Linked DNA regions of Mus musculus: all the other regions are linked to region 3. Evidence: chromatin contacts called from public HiChIP or PLAC-seq and promoter capture Hi-C data. All regions are on one chromosome and are shown on one strand. Each heading gives the region's core, a stretch centred on a gene start, on an enhancer-like site or on the middle of the called end of the contact. The rest is flanking DNA. Distances are from core to core; before and after follow the strand shown. Region 1 holds the start of Slc6a6 (solute carrier family 6 (neurotransmitter transporter, taurine), member 6). Region 2 holds the start of Tia1 (cytotoxic granule-associated RNA binding protein 1). Region 3 holds the start of Mcm2 (minichromosome maintenance complex component 2). Region 4 holds the start of Snrpg (small nuclear ribonucleoprotein polypeptide G). Region 5 has its middle 26 kb from the start of Gm38860. Region 6 holds the start of Gmcl1 (germ cell-less, spermatogenesis associated 1).

Region 1 (2,881 bases), core at 204-2,703, 2.8 Mb after region 3:
GGCCTGCCCAGGCTTTCCGAATTGAATCCCTGGGCCTGCCAGGCCTCTGTGGCCTCCCCTGCCCTGACTCTTTGTAGAGTCCTGTGACACCATGCCTGCAGGCTTTTGCAGCCTTACAGCCCTTGCTTCCTCTGTTCCCCACCCCCACCCTTCTGTCTGCCCAAAGGCTCTGGGCTTCCTGAAGTCTGCTCTGGGTTCAAAACAGCCACTTTCCTACTCTCTGACCTACCCCCTGGTCTCAGCCCTTTGTGCTGTGGGTAATGAAATGTGAGTCTGGATTTTTTTTTTTTAAGACGGGTTTTCTCTGTGCAGCCTTAGTGGAACTCACTCTGTAAACCAGATTGGCCTTGAACTCAGAGATCTGCCTGTCTCTGCCTCCCAGCGCTGGGATTAAAGGCTTGAGTCACACCACCACCTTATTTTGCTTCTTGGTGTCTTATGCCAGCCTAGGACAATGGATTCAGGCTGGTCAGGTCTGGGGCTACCATTCCCAGTTTAAGAGACAGGATAGCCATGCTACATAATTGACACTTATGTGCAGAGAGAGTGGAGAAGAAAGAAAAGGAAGTGGGCAAGCAGAGAGGGGGAAGGCCTTACTGAAGGTCACACAGCGCCACCTCAGGCTCAGCCAGGCTGTGGGTGTGTACAATCAGATGGAGGACATGCTCATTCAAATAAGGACAAGAATAATGGCACACTCCCCATCTCCATTTAAAAATAGTCACATTTGCTGACACTCGTTTGGCACTTCCTAGGTGCCTGGTGTCCTGTTCAGACTCTTTACACTGTTAACCTTGGACCCTCCCAGCAGCCAGAAGTGATGAGTTCCACTATTTTTATTTCCGTTTTACAGATGAGGAAACTAAGACACAGAAGGTCTGGGGAACTTGCCTGATGTCACACAGCCACGACGAAGTCGGGGCGCTTCGAAAACACAGCCTCATGTGGGCCAGGGGTGGGGGTGGGGGTGGGGGTGGGGGACTTGGCCTCCATTATCACTTCCACGGCAGCTCAGCCAGGCTTGCAGAGCTGCACACTGGCCCTGAGAGGACTCGGGGCAATGGGGGAGGAGCAGATTCTGGTAGGGATCTAGCTGCTGCGGCAGCCACAGGCCTCGTCCACAGACCTAGGTGGGTGTGTTAGAGAGCGTTGTGGTGTGGTAATATCAGGACAGGAGATGAGCCAGGGGTCTGGGTCTCTAACTCCTCATCGCCTGCATGAGAGGCCTGAGCAGTGCCATTAGCCACCAGCGTTTGGATGGAGCATGAGGATGGGTGCGCGCGCTCGACGAGGCGAGCTCCGGCTCTTTGTGTGTCCGAGCTCGTGCGCGCGTGCGTGCGTGTGTGTGTGTGTGTGTGTGTGTGTGTGTGTGTGTGCGCGCGCGCGCGCGCGCCCCGTGTGTGGGCGTGGCCGACAGACCAGGCCCCTCCCTAGGCCCCGCCCAGGCCCGGCCAAGCTGGTATTTTTCCACCCAGCAGGATGGGTGATGCGGAGAGCTGCCTGTTCAGACAACAGACACGCGAGGTCAGGGAGAAGCCGCTTATAAATTACCGCTTCCTCCGCGCCGCCGCCAGCGTCGTGCTCCGGGACCTGGTTGCTGCCGAGCTCCCGTGCCCAGCCGCCAACGCCGCGATCGCCGCCAGTCCCGCCAGCCTCGCCAGCCCCGGGCCATCCGCTGTGGGCTTAGCCACCCAGGTACCCAGGGCGTGTGGGCCGCGACTGCAGCCCCCTCCCCGGGCCGCGCTCCGCCACCTCACCGGGTCCCTGCGGGTCTGGCCTCCCCGCGCTCTTTCATCCCCTTCACCCCTGAGGGAGGGACTGAGGGTCTCCTGTTCAGCTCTGCTGGAGAGGGAGTTATTGTTTCCCTGGCGAAGGGGCTGGGGCTGCTGGTGCGGCGGCAGGTGTGTGTGTGTGTGTGTGTGTGTGTGTGTGTGTGTGTGTGTCCCACGGGGTGCCTCCTTGTCCCTGGATGTCTCTGTTTCTGAGAGTGGCTGTTTCTCCACCCTAGGCAGCCGTGTACATGTGCGCCCCGGGGTGTGTGATATGACCAGGGCTATGTCCGGGGCTGCCTTACCTGAGTGTAGTGTGGCCGTGTGGCTCTGTCTTCTGATACACACACACACACACACACACACACACACACACACATCTTGCCTATGTGAACCTGTACGTGTGGCTGTGTCTCCGGAACCCTGGCCGTGTGCACGTGTGTGTGCCCGAATGTGCCTGGATCCCTGGATCTGTGGTTGGGGGCAAGTCTAGTGTCTTCTAGCTGTACCCGAGAGGCCATCCCTTGTGCCCAGTGGGCCCAATGGACATCTTTGGTTCTTCGTAGTATTTAGGAGAGGTAAAAGGGCGGTATGGCTCCAGGTGCTGCCTGGGTGTGGCACGCAGGTGTGACAGTCGCTCCCAGGCTTGAGTAGCAGGGCTGAGGCCCGAAACGACAGCCAGGGGCAATGGGTAGCACCAGCTGAACACATCTTCCTCTAGACTGCTCCCCTTCACTTTATGGGTTCCTCTTTTGGGTGGGAGGTTCTGGTCTGCTCCCACTGGGGAAGCCACACAAGGAACCAGTCTCAGGAACAGATCCTACAGTCCCAAAGCCTCAACCTAGGCTGTAGCCTGGCGGCAAGGGAGGCGTGTGCTCAGCAGGGCCACCGACCTGGCTATTTTGGTCACTGCCTGGCCTCTGCCAGATCCCTGCCTTCCCTAGGACCAGCCCCAAAGGCTTGGGAGACAGCCTGGGCCCCCATTTCCTGCCTGGGGAAATAAATCATCTCAAAGACTGGCCAGGCGCTTGACCCGGAGGGTCCTCGGACTGCGGATTGGTAGCACGTGGCTCCAATTGGATGTCAGTAAATTGGCCTCCGATTTGGCACAG
Region 2 (2,746 bases), core at 174-2,673, 2.5 Mb before region 3:
GCTTGCTTCTAAATAGCATTGGTTGGCTTTGAACTCCTGAACTTCCTACCTACTTCTGCGTTCTGAAGTGTGGACAATATTTGTTTTCTGTCTATAATATAGACTCTATATAATCTGAAAATATGACGTACTCTAGAGATAATTATAGAAGTAGAACTCCCAAATGTGGGGTGGTGGTGGCTCATGCTTTTAATCCCAGCATTAGGGAGGCAGAGGCAAGAGGATCTTTTGAGTTTGAAGCTAGTTTAGTCTACAGAGCTAATTCCAGGACAGCCAGTTCTGCACAGAGACCCCCTGTCTTGAAAAACAGAAAAGTTGAAAGAAAAGAAGGAAGGAAAGGAGGGAGGAAGAAGGAAAGAGAGAGGGAATCCCAAATATGGCAGAGTACGCAATTGGTTCTCAACCTGTGGGTCGCGACCCCTTTACCACCCCTCTATCGCTGAAAGTATTTACATTACAATTCATATCAGTAACAAAATTACAGTTATGAAGTAGCAACAAAAGTACTGTTATGGTTGGGGTCACTACAATGCCAGGAACTGTATTAAAAGGTCGCAACATTAGGAATCTTGAGGACCACTGATGTAAAAGAACGACATTGGATACAAAAACTTTCACGTCTTTAATAAATGCTTTACATAATATGTATAGTGTAATAAGAAAGGATAAAAAAAAGTACCGGAACCACATTCCAGAGCCATAACTCTGAACCCTAAGCAAGGGCTGACTGTTGAGATTCTTCTCACCAATTTGCAACAGTAACTCTGTTATTACCAGCTTTTCGATTACATTGGGTATACAAAAGAAATCCAGACATAAATATGATTCCTGCTCGCAAAGTATTGCTTATTGTCAAGTAGACCTTATTTTCTTACCACAACTCTTACTTCTAAATAATAAGCAAAAATGAAAGTCGAGATTTTTCTCAAACAGCCACTCAACAGCATTGGTATGAGAAAGAATGAATCGTTTCATAAAGCAACGGAAAAAGTGCAAGTATCAATTCGTTCTAATTTTCATTTACATAAATCAAGAATCCAATAGGCAGAGATACTAACGTATCTCCTATGAGTTTTCGGACGCCCAAATCCTCAACAGCGCCGCTGGTGTAGTGGTATCATGCAAGATTCCCATTCTTGCGACCCGGGTTCGATTCCCGGGCGGCGCATGTCTTTTCTCTCTTTAAATAGTGTGCAAAAAGAAAATTTTCCTGCTAGAAAAACACCTGCTATTTTATTTCTTTAACCTCCCCAAGGATTTTTAATTTCACTATATAATTCACAAATGAAACACTCCGCTCTGAAACTACAGAAATCCTAAACTACTGGCATTGCGTCTGCGCACTCTGAGCCATCCCTTGCCTGGTGGCAGCGCGGCTGCGCACCAAGTGAACCCCGTCCTTGAAGCCTAAACCCGGCTGCCAGGAGGGTGAGCATGCTAGCTGGCTGTGCGCATGCGCGGCACGGGTCACTCGGCTGCCGGCTCCTAGGCGTCCGGCTCGCCGCCATCTTGGATCGGGGTTTCATTGTTCGCGGTAGGCCGGGCCTTTTTTTGTGTAATCGCTGCCAAAGAAGAAAGCGAAGTAGCCTCCGGTCAAGCGAGGAGGCCGGCTCTTCCGCAGCCATAGCCCGCCTCAAGGATTTGGGAGGTAGCGAAGGGCAGGGAGCTGGACCCTGAGGTGCCGCCGCGACCGCAGCAGCCATGGAGGACGAGATGCCCAAGACTCTGTGAGTCTGGAGCAGCGTTGAGGGAGGCGGGATGGTGGTCGCCCCGTAGGGAGGCCGCGGCCCTGCGCCTCTCTGCAGCCTATTGTTCTCCGTGGACGCCGCGCTGTGGTGGTTCCTCCCTCCCGTGCGCACGCCAGGATGCTTAGAGCCGAGCCGGGCCGAGAGGACGATGGCGGGAGAGGGGCTCGGCCCCTGTCACCCCTCGGCTGGCTGCACCCGCGGCCCCCAGACCTGGAGGAAGGACTTTTCATTCAAAGCTCTCCTCAGGACTCGGCACGTCCTCCTGGAGTCCCATGCTTGCGTCCTTTTTTTCCCCGCCCCCTCTTTTCGATGAATCTTTTCCAGATTTCCATCTGGAACGTCCTTTCTCTTTTCTTTTGGTAGGATTTTTTTCATTTTTAATTCTTGAAGGCTGAGGTTAAAAACTTTATACTTGCAGTTGAGAACTGGAAAGAAAAAAAAAAAAAAAGCCAGACATCTTTCTCGAAGGTCTTCGGCTTTCCCTCTGTAGTACTCCCCTGACCCTCGACCAAAAAACCTAACTGGACACCCAAGGATGTTGAAACCGTTCTTAAAAAATGGAAATCTCACTCGGAGGGATGCATCTACCGAGGGAAAGTGGGTTTCATTAAAACATATTTACCACCATTTGCGACTAGTGGTTGACATTTTTATTAATGGAGTAACTGTGGTCAGTCAGGTGTAAGCATCTTTAGTGAATATTTTGTAACTCGAGTCTAGGATATTGTCTTTGTCATGTAACTTCCCCTTGCATTCTTTGTTTTTCAACGCACGGGTTGAGGCGGTTGTGCCTTTGTTGGGTTTCACAGGGCAAAAAAGAAAAGCTCAAGAAATTGTGGGTTTTGGTTGTTGTTTTTTTCTCCCGGTATATTTGAAGATTGCAACTTGATGTATCGTGCATATAGTTCATATAAATGAAGTAGGATGAACATGTATCATGTTACGGGCCTTAACTCTGCACCTAGTTCCTGCCATAGCTTTTTATTTCTAGAATCCTG
Region 3 (2,996 bases), core at 436-2,935:
TCTGAGGTGTATACAGTGAGCTAAATGCATCTTCCCAGTGGGTGATGAACCTCCACATCCCAACCAAGCCATATACAAAGGCAAAGTCACCAGGTTGGCTCATACACTCATGGGTCCCCAAGGCCAGGCCACCAGACACGGGGGGGGGGGGGGGGGGGGGTCCTTCTGCTAAGCCACCTAACCACAGCCTACCTCTCCATGCCATCACCAATGAGTTCCTCTCCATCCTCTTCTTCCTCCATGGGCCCCTCTGTGCCCAGCAGCCCCTCAGACTCATCTTCAAATGGGGGGAGGTCTCTGCCAGGGCTGGAGGTCAGGGCGTCAGCACGTCTGGAGCTGCGGCCTGGGCTGGAGGTGAGGGGATCACTGATCCGGCGCCGCTGACGGGCAGGGCTAGATGCTGAGAGAGACTCAGAAGACTCCTGTAGGAGAAAAAGTCTGCCATCAGACACTGGAGGGACACAGGCTGACAGCCTCCTGGTTACCATGGGGCCTTCCCACAGTCTGTCTCCTGTACACTAGGCATTGTTCTCAGGGACATATTAGTCCCTCAGATCTGTCCATGTCTGTCTTATGAAAAACCTCGGGGGCTATGTAGTTTTTTTTAAAAACCTGTTTATAATCTATTTTCACACCCCACTTAGCCCAAACCCCACAATATGCTGGGTGCTGAAACAAGAGGTGAAGATAAAAGAGGCATCAAGGAACACTATTCTAGAAGTGAATGGTGGAAAGAACAGATCTTTAACCTTTAATGAAAACGCTAACAGTAAGAGTAGGGAAGCCGAGCCAGGCAGTGGTGGTGCACGCCTTTAATCCCAGCACTTGGGAGGCAGAGGCAGGTAGATTTCCGAGTTCGAGGCCAGCCTGGTCTACAAAGTGAGTTCCAGGATAGCCAGGGCTATACAGAGAAACCCTGTCTCGAAAAAACCAAAAAAAAAAAAAAAACCAAAAAACCAAAAAACCAAAAAACCAAAAAAAAAAAAAAAAAAAAAAACAAAACAGAGTAGGAAAGCCGGGCCTGATGTCACAGGCATGAAATCCAAAATACCTAGAGGCTGAAGCCTGATGATCGCCAAGTTCAAGGCTAACCCGCACTACAGAGCGAGTTCAACCCCAGCCTGGGTTACTTAGTGGGACCCTTTCTACTTTCTTTCTTTTTGAGGAAGGGTTTCTCTGTGCAGTTTGGCTGCCCTGGAACTCACTCTGTAAAACTCAAAGACCCGCTTGCCTGTAACCCCCTAGTGCTGGGATTAAAGGCATACGCCTCCCCGGCCCAGCTATGAGACTCTCAAGAGAGAAGGGATGCACGCAGCTACGTGGTAGCCGGCTTTCCCTACATGCGCGGGGCTCTGGGTTCCATTTCCTGCAGCCTCACCACCATAAGTGCGTGTAAACCCGGGGCCTAGAGACACATGAGGAGAGCAGAGACGACCCGTCCCAGACTGGTGCAGGTAGCCCCGCACTCAAGCCTGCCACTAGAGGAAGATACCGGCCAAGCTAGCCGAGATCGCTGAATACCGCCCGCCCGGGATCAGCCCATTCCTCACCGCCATGTCTGCGCTAGCTCCACCGCACCAGCTGCCACCGGTTTTCGCGCGAAAACTAGACCACGTGACCCGCCCATGCCCGGGAAGCGCCGGGAGGACTCAGACGTCACTACGTCCTCGTCAATCTAGAGCGGAAGGAGGGCTAGAATGTTTGGGCACGCCCACACCAGAAAGCCCCGCCCCGCTCCCCGCCCACAGCTTTCAAAAGGCTGAGCCCTCGCCTCCTGCACACCTAGGCTTAACCCTTCAGCGTTTACCACGCTAAGGCAAGGAAGCGGGACTTTGGGTCACTAGTGGCTCTGAGGACCAATCCGGCCTTCTAGAGTGTGACCTAGGTATCTAAGTGTCGGTATGGCCACTTGTTGCAACTGAGACTGTTTCCTGATTTCTTTTTTTTTTTTTTTTTTGGTTTTTCGAGGCTGGGGTTTCTCTGTGTAGCCCTAGCTGTCCTGGAACTCACTCTGTAGACCAGGCTGGCCTCGAACTCAGAAATCTGCCTGCCTCAGCCTCCCAAGTGCTGGGATTAAGGGCGTGGGCCACCACTGCCCAGCTTGTTTTCTGATTTCTTCCTGATTTGGCATCAACCTCTCCCAAAGCACTGAGGTTCAATCCTTCAAGCACCCAGGCTGCTGTGGGCTTTTATCAAAGTGGGAATCAATTGTACTTGGCTGCAGTTGGCAAAGGTATGGGGAGGATGTTCCAGGTGAAAAGGGCCTGGTGCGTGATGCAGTACAGCGAAGGCTGGGAGTATATAGGGATTACCACTCCCTTGGTTCAAAGCTTGTAATGCCCAGGAAAGGTGGGAGAGTTCAGACTGCAGATTAGCAGTCTGTCTAGGAGTTGGAGCTCTGTCCTGACATGAGGTCACCTGAGGGATCTGTTAAATCGAGGTGTAGGATGAATCAGTAGCTACCACCTGACGAGGTGGGCAGAGACAGGCTGAGTGCTTCCAGTGAGAGGCCTGCTACTGTTCCTACAGTCTTAGGCATCTGGTTCTCAGCTACTGGGCAGGATGTGACTTCTGCTGTATGCACAGCATCAATAATCCCACACAGAACCTAGTGTAGGGCAGAGAGGAAATCAGGAAGGACGCTCAGAAAGGGGGATCTGCAGGCTTTATAGTACAAGAGATACCCCAAGGTGCTAAAGGGTATCTTAGGGAGATGGGCTAGTATGACCTCTGAGACAGGAATCCACACCCTCTTGTCTGCTGGATGCCACTGTGGTACCCAGAGCTGCTATCGATGCAGGAAGGTACTGCATCTATATGCCAGAGACTCAAAAATAAATAAATAAAAAATAGAAAGCATATTATGCCACCATAATAGGATATGTTCTTTGAAAAGCTGACTGTGTCCACCATAAGCCCCTAGGCCCCTACAAGTTCCAATGATATGACAAGCACCCAATTCTTAAAAAAAAAAAAAACAAAAAACAACTTATCTT
Region 4 (3,101 bases), core at 597-3,096, 2.5 Mb before region 3:
TAACTAGGAATTATTGAGAAGTGCAAACCCAGTATTAATCAGCTCTGAATCTACAGAGCCTTATAGCAACAAGAAAGCCAGAAACTGAGCAACTTGGGCCACAGATGGGTAGGACCACTGTAGAACAAGAGAGGCACACACTTTCTTGCCAAATGCCATTTTTGCCTGGGTGGTTTTTATTTTTTATTTTCTTTGCAGTGCAGTGTTGCTGGCCCAACATAGCACCTTATCTTTTGGATAAGTACTATGTTGTATTTATACCAATTAATTACTTGAAACAGTGATACATCTGTCTTTTTGCTGTGTCAAGCCTGCAATATATTTTCCAAGTGGTTTGGTTTTTAAATAAAGTTTCATTGTCTCCACCTTTTTCTTATGGGTAGTGATATATCAGTAAATGGGAAACACCAAGAGGAAGGCAGAGAGCATCATAACTTGAAAGCTGTTAATGTTGAAAAGATAACTTAGGATTAAAGGTACATGGGGGGGGGGGCTGAAAAGATGGCTCAGCAGTTAAGAAAACTCTTCCGAAGGTCCTGAGTTCAAATCCCAGCAACCACATGGTGGCTCACAACCATCCTAATGAGATCTGGCGCCCTCTTCTGGAGTGTCTGAAGACAGCTACAGTGTACTTACATATTATAACTAAATTGTAAAAGGTGCATACTGTAATTTCAGTACTGTAAGGCAAGCTGAGGATTTCCCTCCTGCTTTGAGGTCAGTCTTTGCTAAAGACTATCATTATTCATGTTCGTTTTCTAGTTTCAACTAGCACAGCAAGTGGTGGGGAGAGTGTATAGCTAAGCATTCTTGTGCTATTTTTTTGTTGATGACAAACTAATCATGAGGAGAACCTCAATTGAAGAGCTGCTTCCATCTAACAGGTCTCTGGACATGTCTGTGGGTCATTAATGACTACCATGAGAGAGCCCAGTGCACTGAGGGCAGTGCCACCACCCTGGGAGAGTGCACACCTTTATTCCCAGCCCTCAGGAGGCAGGGGCAAGCTCAATACCTCAGGACTTGTGTGGTACTCCTCAGCTTTTATGTATGGACTGTAGTGTGCTAAGTGGGTTCTGAAGGCAGCGTTAGAATTGCAGAATTGATGAATCAGAAATACCCCAGACACTGGATTCACGTCCTCAAGAGAATCCGCCTAGCCACCTTCCTGCTACTGATGCGGACAAGCTATTCTGTGCTTCAGGAGCCCTCGGCTTCGCCTGGATGTGCTTAGGAAATTAAGGGCAGCGTGGTGCAGATGCCGTTGATTCTAGCACGGGAAGCAACAGTTCAAAGCCAGCGTTGACTACACAGTGAACTCGAAGCCAGCATGAATTACGTCAAAAACAATGAGGAAGGGGCAGGGGAAATGACAAAAATGTAAAGAGAAAAAAAGTGTAGTAAGTGGGAAAAGGAAAGAAAAGAAGTGACACACAGGCTGGAGAGACGCTTCAGCAGTTAAAACCACTGGCTGTTCTCCCAGAGCTCTGGAGTTCAATTCCAGCACCCACATGGTGGCTCACAAGCATCTATAGTAGGATCTGAGGTCCTCCCCTGGCGCGCAGGTGTACATGTAGAGCACTCATACATAAAATATAAATGAAGGGGTCTGTTTTTAAAGTGACCTGCCACTTCAATTTTACACAAAGGAAGCTTAGCCGAACACAGCCTCTCCGTCGTGGCCTGTCACTGGCGACGCAACCGGAAGCGTGGCTCTGGTCCGCAGGTTCAGACATCCCCATCAATATCGCGAGATGAAAGGTAATGTTCTCCGAAGGCGATTGGCTCGCGCGGCGGTGACGTCAGACACCAGCGCCAAGCCTGCCTTGCGCGCGTTTCTGAGCCTGCTCACTCCTTCGCCGTTGTGCCGAGCCCGCAGAGGAGTCGCCATGAGCAAAGCCCACCCTCCCGAGCTGAAGAAGTGAGTAGAGTCGGCCCTATCGAGACTTCTGTCTCGCTCGGGCTGCCGCCGCTGGTCCCGACGGTCGCGGGAGCCGGAAGTGGCGCTAAGGTCCGGTCGGCATGGTTACTGCAGTGCCGGTGCCTCTGTCTTCCCAAAGCTGGGGCTCTCCTAGGCGGGCAGCCAAAGGCAACCTGGTTGGGGACCAGGGCAGCGGTCGAGGTGCATGGTTGTGAGGAACCGGAGACTCGTGGGCTTAAAATGATCGATTGGAGTCGGACGTGATTGGCTGTGATCTATGGGGCCAATATTCAGGAAGCTTAGGCAGGAGAATTACCGCGAGTTCCAGACCAGCCTAGGCTTAAAAAAAAAAAAGACACTGTGTCTCAAAAAGTTTAAGGTGAGGTAGCGTTTTGTGTTTCAATAAATGTGCGCGTTCATTTGCGTTCATCAAGAGAGCTAGGTTTAGTTTTGGGGTTTTTTTTTCCCCTTTTTGGTGCTCAGAGACATGTTTAGTTATATGTTTGTGCACGTGGGTGCAGCTCCTGCGGAGGCCAAAGCGGGCATTGGATCTGCAGAAACAGAACTTGTAGGAGGTTGTGAGCCCTCTGGCGTGGTTAATAATAGCTGGACTCGTGTCCTCTGGACAAGCAATAAGCGCTGGGCCATCTGCAGCCCCAAGAACTAGGTTTCTGATACACTGTCCTTGTATTCAAGTTACATTTAAACGTTGTGTAATATCTTGCTCTGGCAATAAATCCATGGAAGGACATCCATTTTCTACTTGTAAAGAGCTAATTTCTGAAGAATTTTATTCTGTACCCAGTAAAATCAGACAGACCCTTTGGTCTCAGACACTTCTGACTGGCCTGAACCTGTCGCATATGCACATAGTCATTGGGTTGCTCAATACAAGATTAATACTGGGTCTTTTCTGGTGTAGCCAGAAAATAATCTGTCTTGTGTATAGCCTGTTTGCTACTGTAAAGTTCTGTCAAGACCCCAATGCAGGGGAAAGATAACAACATTTGCTGATTTTTGTATTTGAGTGCACATTTTAATCAAAGCCCTCTGTGTGAAACCCCTGCAGTTTTGTTTGAATCTGAATCTGTTAAACCGGGCCTAGAGAGTTGGCTCAGAGGTTGAGAGCACTGACTTCTCTTCCTAGAGGTCCTGAGTTCAATTCCCAGCAACCACATGG
Region 5 (2,820 bases), core at 289-2,788, 2.1 Mb after region 3:
CTGCCCACTCATGAGAAAGCCTTAAAGGTCCTCCAGAAGAAGCCTAGGGAAGTTAGGGTGACAGGGGCATTGCAACATCAAAGCTGCTATGCTTTATTGATGGAAACAGAGCCCTTTCCATGCACAATACTTACTGACCAGTGAATTCTGCATAACTCTGAGTTATCAGCTCCATAGACTTGGTACACAAGAATTCCAACCATATCACTTGGCCACACTTAGCCTATAGTTGGGGAGATCTGGTCTGCAGACTAGCATGTGTCTATGCTGGGTGAACGTCTGCAAGCAGGAGATCCACTGAACTCAGATGGTCTCATAACTACATCAGTAGCTCGTACTCCCTTTCAGATAGGTCAGTTTCACCTTCTTTGATTCCAGTTTTTGACAAATTCCCAGTTTGTCTATGTTTGTTTCTCTGCTGGCTCAGTGGTAATTATTCCTGTTGACACCCAGACAAGCACAGAACTGTGTACTTCCCAAGTTAAGCCAAGTGTTGCTCTTCTATAAAAAAATAAAGTAGCACAAACAATCCAATCAGCTGTCAAAGCAATGTTATAGACAAAATAACTGACAGATAGTCATCCTGATGACACAACATATGGATGTTCCCAAATGCCTGCCTCCTGTGGCCAAGCGCTCACCACACCTCCCTCCCCATAGCGAAGCCCTGAGGTCTGAGGTTTCTGCAGGCACAGTGGCCTGTATCTGGTGTGAACACTCACGTCAAAAGCACCAGCAGCTCTCAACTGCAATTCACACACTGCACCACTCACTATTTCTCTCAGCGCCAGCTAGATAAAGAAGCATTCCCTGATTTACTTTCTGGGTTGTAAAATAATAATTTGCTTAGCTTGTCAGACGGCTGGGAGAGAGCTTCAGAAAAACACTCCCTCATCTTTCTGTGGACTCTACCATCTGCTGGAAAAATAAGAATGGCTCACCCTGATCCCTTACAGTTTAATACATTTTGTCCAACTAGGACAAGTGTCCCAAAGTGTGGTGCAGCTTGTTCCTGACAAAGGGACATCTTCTCAGCACTGGATCCAGCCTTTATCTCAGCTGGGAGAAGGAGAATATTATTTAGTGGAAATATAACCACAGGGTCTCCTGCCACCAGTTTCTCAGCCACAGTTACAGGTGAGGAGAAAAAAGGCCTTCCTATCCTCTTCCAGACCCCTAGTCTTTGCTCCTAGGGAGAAAGGAATCTGCGCATAAGAGCACTCTGCTTCCTAGCCCCTACACCCCAGTTTTGGTACTTTCTAACCACTTTGAAGAACACAACTCAAAGGCTCCTTGCCAGGACCATCATAGTGCTTTCTGTGTTATCTGCCTGCTGCCAATTAGGACAGTCCAGTTTCCTCTTGCCACCCCCTCTTCTACGGCCACCCTTGAGCATGCCCCTGAAATGAAGCACCACCATCATGGTTAATGTCACCACAAACCCAGAAAAGCACTTTGTTTGGTAAGTCAACAGACACTGAATGCCACTGAAAACCTCCCCCAGAGTGAGTCACCAACTCAGAGCTTCAGAAAAAACGTCCTCTCAGAGTGATGTGTGATGTGACAGCCCTTGAGGGCTGGAGCAGATGAGAAGGCGGAAGAGGCTGTTCCACTGGGCCTCTCCCCAGCCACTTGAGGCTGATGTTTACTTCTGCCAAGAAACTTCAGGAGATCAAAGGCTAAAAGGGGGTCACCTTCTTCTACCTTTTCCCCTTTACACAATCACCACCAAAAGCACTGCATTGGTGACAAGATTCAATGGGGCAGAAGGGATCCAAACATGCTGTGCACCTTCAAGCACTGGCCAGGAGCCAAAAAGAATCCTGAGAAGTGGTCTGATCATTCCACAGTGTGAAAGTCAGGCAGGAGGTGAGCAAGATCAGGAGCCAAACAGCGTGAGATCCAACACTGGCTGACGACCAGACAGAGCTTAAACAAGGCATGTGATCCCTCTAAGCCTAGGTTTCACATCTGTATAATGGGAGCCTGTCTTTGCCTGATAGGAGTGATGACACATAAGGTATGAGCACACAGCAAACCCTTAGGGGATATTGCCATGTTCTCTTAAACTTGGTTCAATACATTCATTCGCACCTGCGGTTTGATGATTCCAATACTTCTTGTCTTCCCTGGCTTACCCATTCAGGCTATATACTCTGAGCACCCACTAGGTACCCAAGCTCTAGTGAGGGAAATGTGGTTCTAGAAATGGATCATTAGAATGTAGCTGACTGCACACTGCATAAATGAGTGCTGATGTCAGGGGAAAATCAACGTCAATAACAACAGAAGCAAATAACTCCCAGATAGCAAAGGCACCATGAATGAATGGATTTCTTCCCTGTTTTAATCTTCTCCCCCAGTGCTGGGAATAAATAATGACTCTTGGTACTAGAGGTCAAGACATTCAAGAAAGCCCTCTGAGGAAGAGCTTAAAGTTTCTGGGATTGAAAGCTTCTAGCATGTCTAGGCATCTGTGCCTAGTGAGGTAATTATCAAGCTCACTCTTGTCTCAGGGAAAGCAATGGACCCCTGAAGCTCATCTATATAGTGAGAAGGGAGCTCCTAACTCAGGCTGCAGTGGCTACCAGCTACTTAGTAAAAGGTCAGTCAGGTCTTGCTCAACCAGCATGCTTGTCAGACCGGCTCTTCTCAGGGCCACTATATGCAAATAGGGAGGCCTGAGAATGTTGTTATCCTCTGCCCAAAGGTAGAAAGTAGAGGCCAATCCCCTAGCTCCATTTCCCCCCAAACTGTGGCCCTATTCTGCTCTGTCACCTCTGGAAACTCAGCTTAATAACAGCTGTTAGCTCCAGCAAC
Region 6 (3,069 bases), core at 45-2,544, 2.2 Mb before region 3:
GGCATGCGCCACCACGCCCGGCTCACCTACACTTTTTTTGTCAACAAAAATGCAATGTCCATAAGCAGATCCTTTTTAAAAATTTCATTAAAAAATTACATCTGTGTGAGTCTAACAGTGACCTTAAAAAGAGAAAAAAAAAATCCTTACTGCACAGTATATTCTGGTATACGCCACATCTATTTCACAAGCAATGATTTTTTTTTTTCAACTCTTCCCTCAAAAAAATCTTATGCAACCTACACAGAGTGCAGCCCACCTCAACAAGCAGACTTTGTTCTTAACTGGGCGAATCTCCATCACTGGTCCCTCTAGTGACAACACAGAGAGATGTCCATCTCAGGGACTACTATGCTCCTCTCTTTACTGATTTATGGCTAGTGATGCACAGTAAAATTTCCCGTGGCTATCCTATTCAAAAAGCAAACGCCTGCTACGGAAGGGACGCGGAAGCTCTGGCTAGTCCTTTTAGGCTCAGGTTGAGGCTCTGACACTCAGGAAGCTTCTGTTTAATGTGCAGAACCCTAAGCTTTCTAGCTCCCGCACTGATCCCAGGTCCACCCAACACGCGCGAGCTCCCGTATTAACCCAGGTCTATCTGCAAACTCCCAGACCCTACACTGACCCAGGTCTGTCTGCTAATGCCCAGCTCCCGCACTGACCCCAGGTCTGCCCGGCACGCGCCCGCTCCCGCACTGACCTAGGTCTGTCTGCAAACGCCCAGCTCCCATCTGCTCCGCGGGCACTCACCTCCCGCACCGACCCTCCCGCGCTCTCCTGTCAAGGACACCGGGGTCAGGCCCCCCAAGGTGCGGGGCGTTCCGTACCTGCGCGGCGTGTTCAGCAGCCTCTGCTGCTCGTCGCCCTCGTCCTCGTCGTCGTCTGTCTCGGAGTCGGGGTGACAGTAGCAGAATGTGCCGCTGCTGCGCTTGCGCTTGCGGCCGCCCGGACAGTAACAGAAGCTGTGGCCCGCATCTTCGCCGGCGTCCGACCTGCGGGCCGCGCCCCCAGCCCCGGGCGTGGGTTCGGGCTGCTCTGTGCGCCCTGCGGGCCGCAGCACCCGGCTGCTGAGAGCGCCCATGGCTCCGGCGCCTAGGGAGCACCGAGGGGCCGCCCCGCCATGCCCGTATCTCCACCGCCTACTCCGCTGCCGCCTCGCGCGCAGCCCCAACCGTCGCCGCGAACGCAGTCACCTCCATCCTCAGCCCCGCCCGTAGCGCCTCAGCGGACCGGCTTCGCTAGACCTCGCCCCCTCCTTCTCCCAACAAAGCGCGCGCCGCAGGGCGCAGGCGCAAGGCGAGCCTCCGGAAAAGGCGGGGCGGGAGGACGGAGCCTGCGCTGCAGGTTGCGCATGCGCAGGCTGCTGGCCCGTCCCTGCGGCGCTCAGCCCCGGTGCGTGTCTGACTTCCGCGGTTCCGGCTTCAACGGAGGGGCGTGGGCACTGTGTGCTTATGCCTAACAGATCTCGGGATCTCTGTCGCTGGTTCTTCCCGTAAGCTTCCTCGATTCCGGGGTCTCATCCAGCCCTGTACGGTTAATAAGAGGACGGACTTGCCAACATGGCCTTTGCTTCCAGGGCTCTAGGACCCGACTGGCCCGGTTAGATAGATGACCGTCACCCAGCTGTGTTGACCGGGTTCAGTCTGGAGCCTCAGCTAGCCTCCAGGTCTTGCCTTCCTTCTGCTGCCTTGTTTTGATTTAATTATTATTTTATTGTGTCAGTGTCTCGTACTACATACTTCGACTCACTGTATAGGATGCTCTTGAACTCTTGATCTCCTGTTTCTACCCCCTGAAAGCTGGGATTACAGCCATGTATGTGTCACATCACCTTCGTGGACCTGAAATGCTGAGTATCAGATGCAGGGCTTCTTGAATGCTAAGCAAACATTCTACCAACTAAGCTACATCCCTGGCCCTCGATTTTTTTTTTTTTTTAAATTTTCTTCAAGGAAAAGTGTCACTCTGAAGCCCAAGGCTTCCCTGGAACTCTCAGAAGTCCGCCTATCTCAGCCTCTAAGTGCTAGGAGTTGAGGCACTGAGCTACCATACCTGCCTTTTATACCTTTCAAAGTAAAATGTTTATAATAGAATGTTTCAAACAGAGCAATACAAGTACCTGTGGACCTACTACTGGCTTGGAATTCTATCACACTTACTTTGATTCACTCCCCTTTAGCTTTATTGATATATAGTGGGGAATGAGAAACCCCTTGTGTACTAATTCTCAGTTTCCAGCCTCTCCCTCTCTGTGCCATTTCTATGCATGTCTTTACACGTATAACCACTCTTCTGCTGCACATTCAGACATGTAATTTAAATGGAATTGGACCATCCCAAACCTATGATTTCTCCTCTCCTAAAACTATACTTTGAATGGAATCTCTAGTTATTGTCACTGCTCATTGTTAGACACATCATTTGCCTACTCCCTTGCCAAGGGGTTTCAGTTATTTCTACGTAGATGCTCTTTCAGGAACACCACTCGCAAAAGCTTCATCAGGCAGATCCCAGAAACGGGCTCTTGGGAAATTTTCAACTTTACGAGTTCTTGCCAGTTTTTCGCCCCCCCCCCCCCGGAACTGACTGCATCAATTCACCATTTGCACTCCGTTATAGCAGTATATGTCCTTTGTGAGCCACTGAGGAATTTCTCATGTTTGAGAAATTCTGAGGGTGTGTAGCTGAGGCTGGTTGAAGGAGAAGTGGGAGGAAGAGAACTACGGTGGCTGCAGGGGACACGCAGGAATGTACATAATATGAAACATACGTGAGGTCATCTTAAAACATTGTCCCAGCACTCGGGAGGCAGAGGCAGGCGGATTTTTGAGTTCGAGGCCAGCCTGGTCTACAGAGTGAGTTCCAGGACAGTCAGGGCTATACAGAGAAACCCTGTCTTGAAAAACCAAAACAAAAAACAAAAACAAAGAGGCCTTGGCGTATGCACAAGCTAGACTGTAACATGGTGGCTTCATGTGTCACTAAATTCCTAGAGGGTAAAACATCCATATTGGTCTTGTCTAAGGAAGCGCAGGTGAATGGCTCCCTGGATACTGAGGAGAGCCATGG

The links. Promoter capture Hi-C pulls out the DNA fragments that hold promoters and counts their contacts. HiChIP or PLAC-seq counts read pairs in DNA pulled down with a chosen protein or histone mark.
Region 1: a contact with region 3 is called in an H3K27ac HiChIP or PLAC-seq map of bone marrow-derived dendritic cells, with 5 times the contacts expected there. The contact joins the promoter of Slc6a6 here to the promoter of Mcm2 in region 3. A contact is called at or near these places in 1 of 39 promoter capture datasets (pre-B cells), 1 of 484 Hi-C or Micro-C datasets (CD4 T cells) and 1 of 115 datasets of contacts at active chromatin or transcription factors (bone marrow-derived dendritic cells).
Region 2: a promoter capture Hi-C map of liver shows a contact between it and region 3, with 3 times the contacts expected there. The contact joins the promoter of Tia1 here to the promoter of Mcm2 in region 3. A contact is called at or near these places in 3 of 39 promoter capture datasets (cranial neural crest and liver) and 1 of 115 datasets of contacts at active chromatin or transcription factors (thymic regulatory T cells).
Region 4: a promoter capture Hi-C map of pre-B cells shows a contact between it and region 3, with 2.7 times the contacts expected there. The contact joins the promoter of Snrpg here to the promoter of Mcm2 in region 3. A contact is called at or near these places in 3 of 39 promoter capture datasets (liver, neutrophils and pre-B cells), 2 of 484 Hi-C or Micro-C datasets (B cells and muscle stem cells) and 2 of 9 other capture datasets (adipose tissue and liver).
Region 5: a contact with region 3 is called in a promoter capture Hi-C map of hippocampal neurons, with 8 times the contacts expected there. The contact joins the enhancer-like site here to the promoter of Mcm2 in region 3. A contact is called at or near these places in 5 of 39 promoter capture datasets (hippocampal neurons, liver, maxillary cranial neural crest and 2 more), 1 of 484 Hi-C or Micro-C datasets (B cells), 1 of 115 datasets of contacts at active chromatin or transcription factors (embryonic stem cells) and 1 of 9 other capture datasets (embryonic stem cells).
Region 6: a contact with region 3 is called in a promoter capture Hi-C map of pre-B cells, with 2.8 times the contacts expected there. The contact joins the promoter of Gmcl1 here to the promoter of Mcm2 in region 3. A contact is called at or near these places in 2 of 39 promoter capture datasets (erythroid cells and pre-B cells) and 1 of 9 other capture datasets (liver).

The regions. Positions count from the first base shown.
Region 1 is chr6:91,682,614-91,685,494 of GRCm38.p6, forward strand. Slc6a6 (solute carrier family 6 (neurotransmitter transporter, taurine), member 6) reads left to right here and starts at 1,454. Exons shown (of 15, transcript NM_009320.4): 1 at 1,454-1,695.
Region 2 is chr6:86,402,796-86,405,541 of GRCm38.p6, forward strand. It overlaps Tia1 (cytotoxic granule-associated RNA binding protein 1), which reads left to right and starts at 1,424. Exons shown (of 13, transcript NM_011585.4): 1 at 1,424-1,727. The coding sequence starts at 1,702. It overlaps n-TGccc4 (a tRNA gene), which reads left to right and starts at 1,098; the gene lies at 1,098-1,168.
Region 3 is chr6:88,897,095-88,900,090 of GRCm38.p6, forward strand. It overlaps Mcm2 (minichromosome maintenance complex component 2), which reads right to left and starts at 1,686. Exons shown (of 16, transcript NM_008564.2): 1 at 1,551-1,686; 2 at 193-422. The coding sequence starts at 1,556.
Region 4 is chr6:86,369,694-86,372,794 of GRCm38.p6, forward strand. It overlaps Snrpg (small nuclear ribonucleoprotein polypeptide G), which reads left to right and starts at 1,847. Exons shown (of 4, transcript NM_026506.2): 1 at 1,847-1,921. The coding sequence starts at 1,890. Fam136a (family with sequence similarity 136, member A) reads left to right here. Exons shown (of 3, transcript NM_025591.3): 3 at 1-365.
Region 5 is chr6:90,982,778-90,985,597 of GRCm38.p6, forward strand. It overlaps a transcript of Iqsec1 not described here. Among named protein-coding and RNA genes, the nearest start is that of Gm38860, 26 kb to the right of the region's middle. Within about 2 kb of position 1,539, at least 27 of the 459 cell types and tissues checked have an H3K27ac peak or open chromatin away from gene starts, as enhancers often do. A contact at or near this core is called in hippocampal neurons, where this site is marked.
Region 6 is chr6:86,732,084-86,735,152 of GRCm38.p6, forward strand. It overlaps Gmcl1 (germ cell-less, spermatogenesis associated 1), which reads right to left and starts at 1,295. Exons shown (of 14, transcript NM_011818.3): 1 at 828-1,295. The coding sequence starts at 1,081.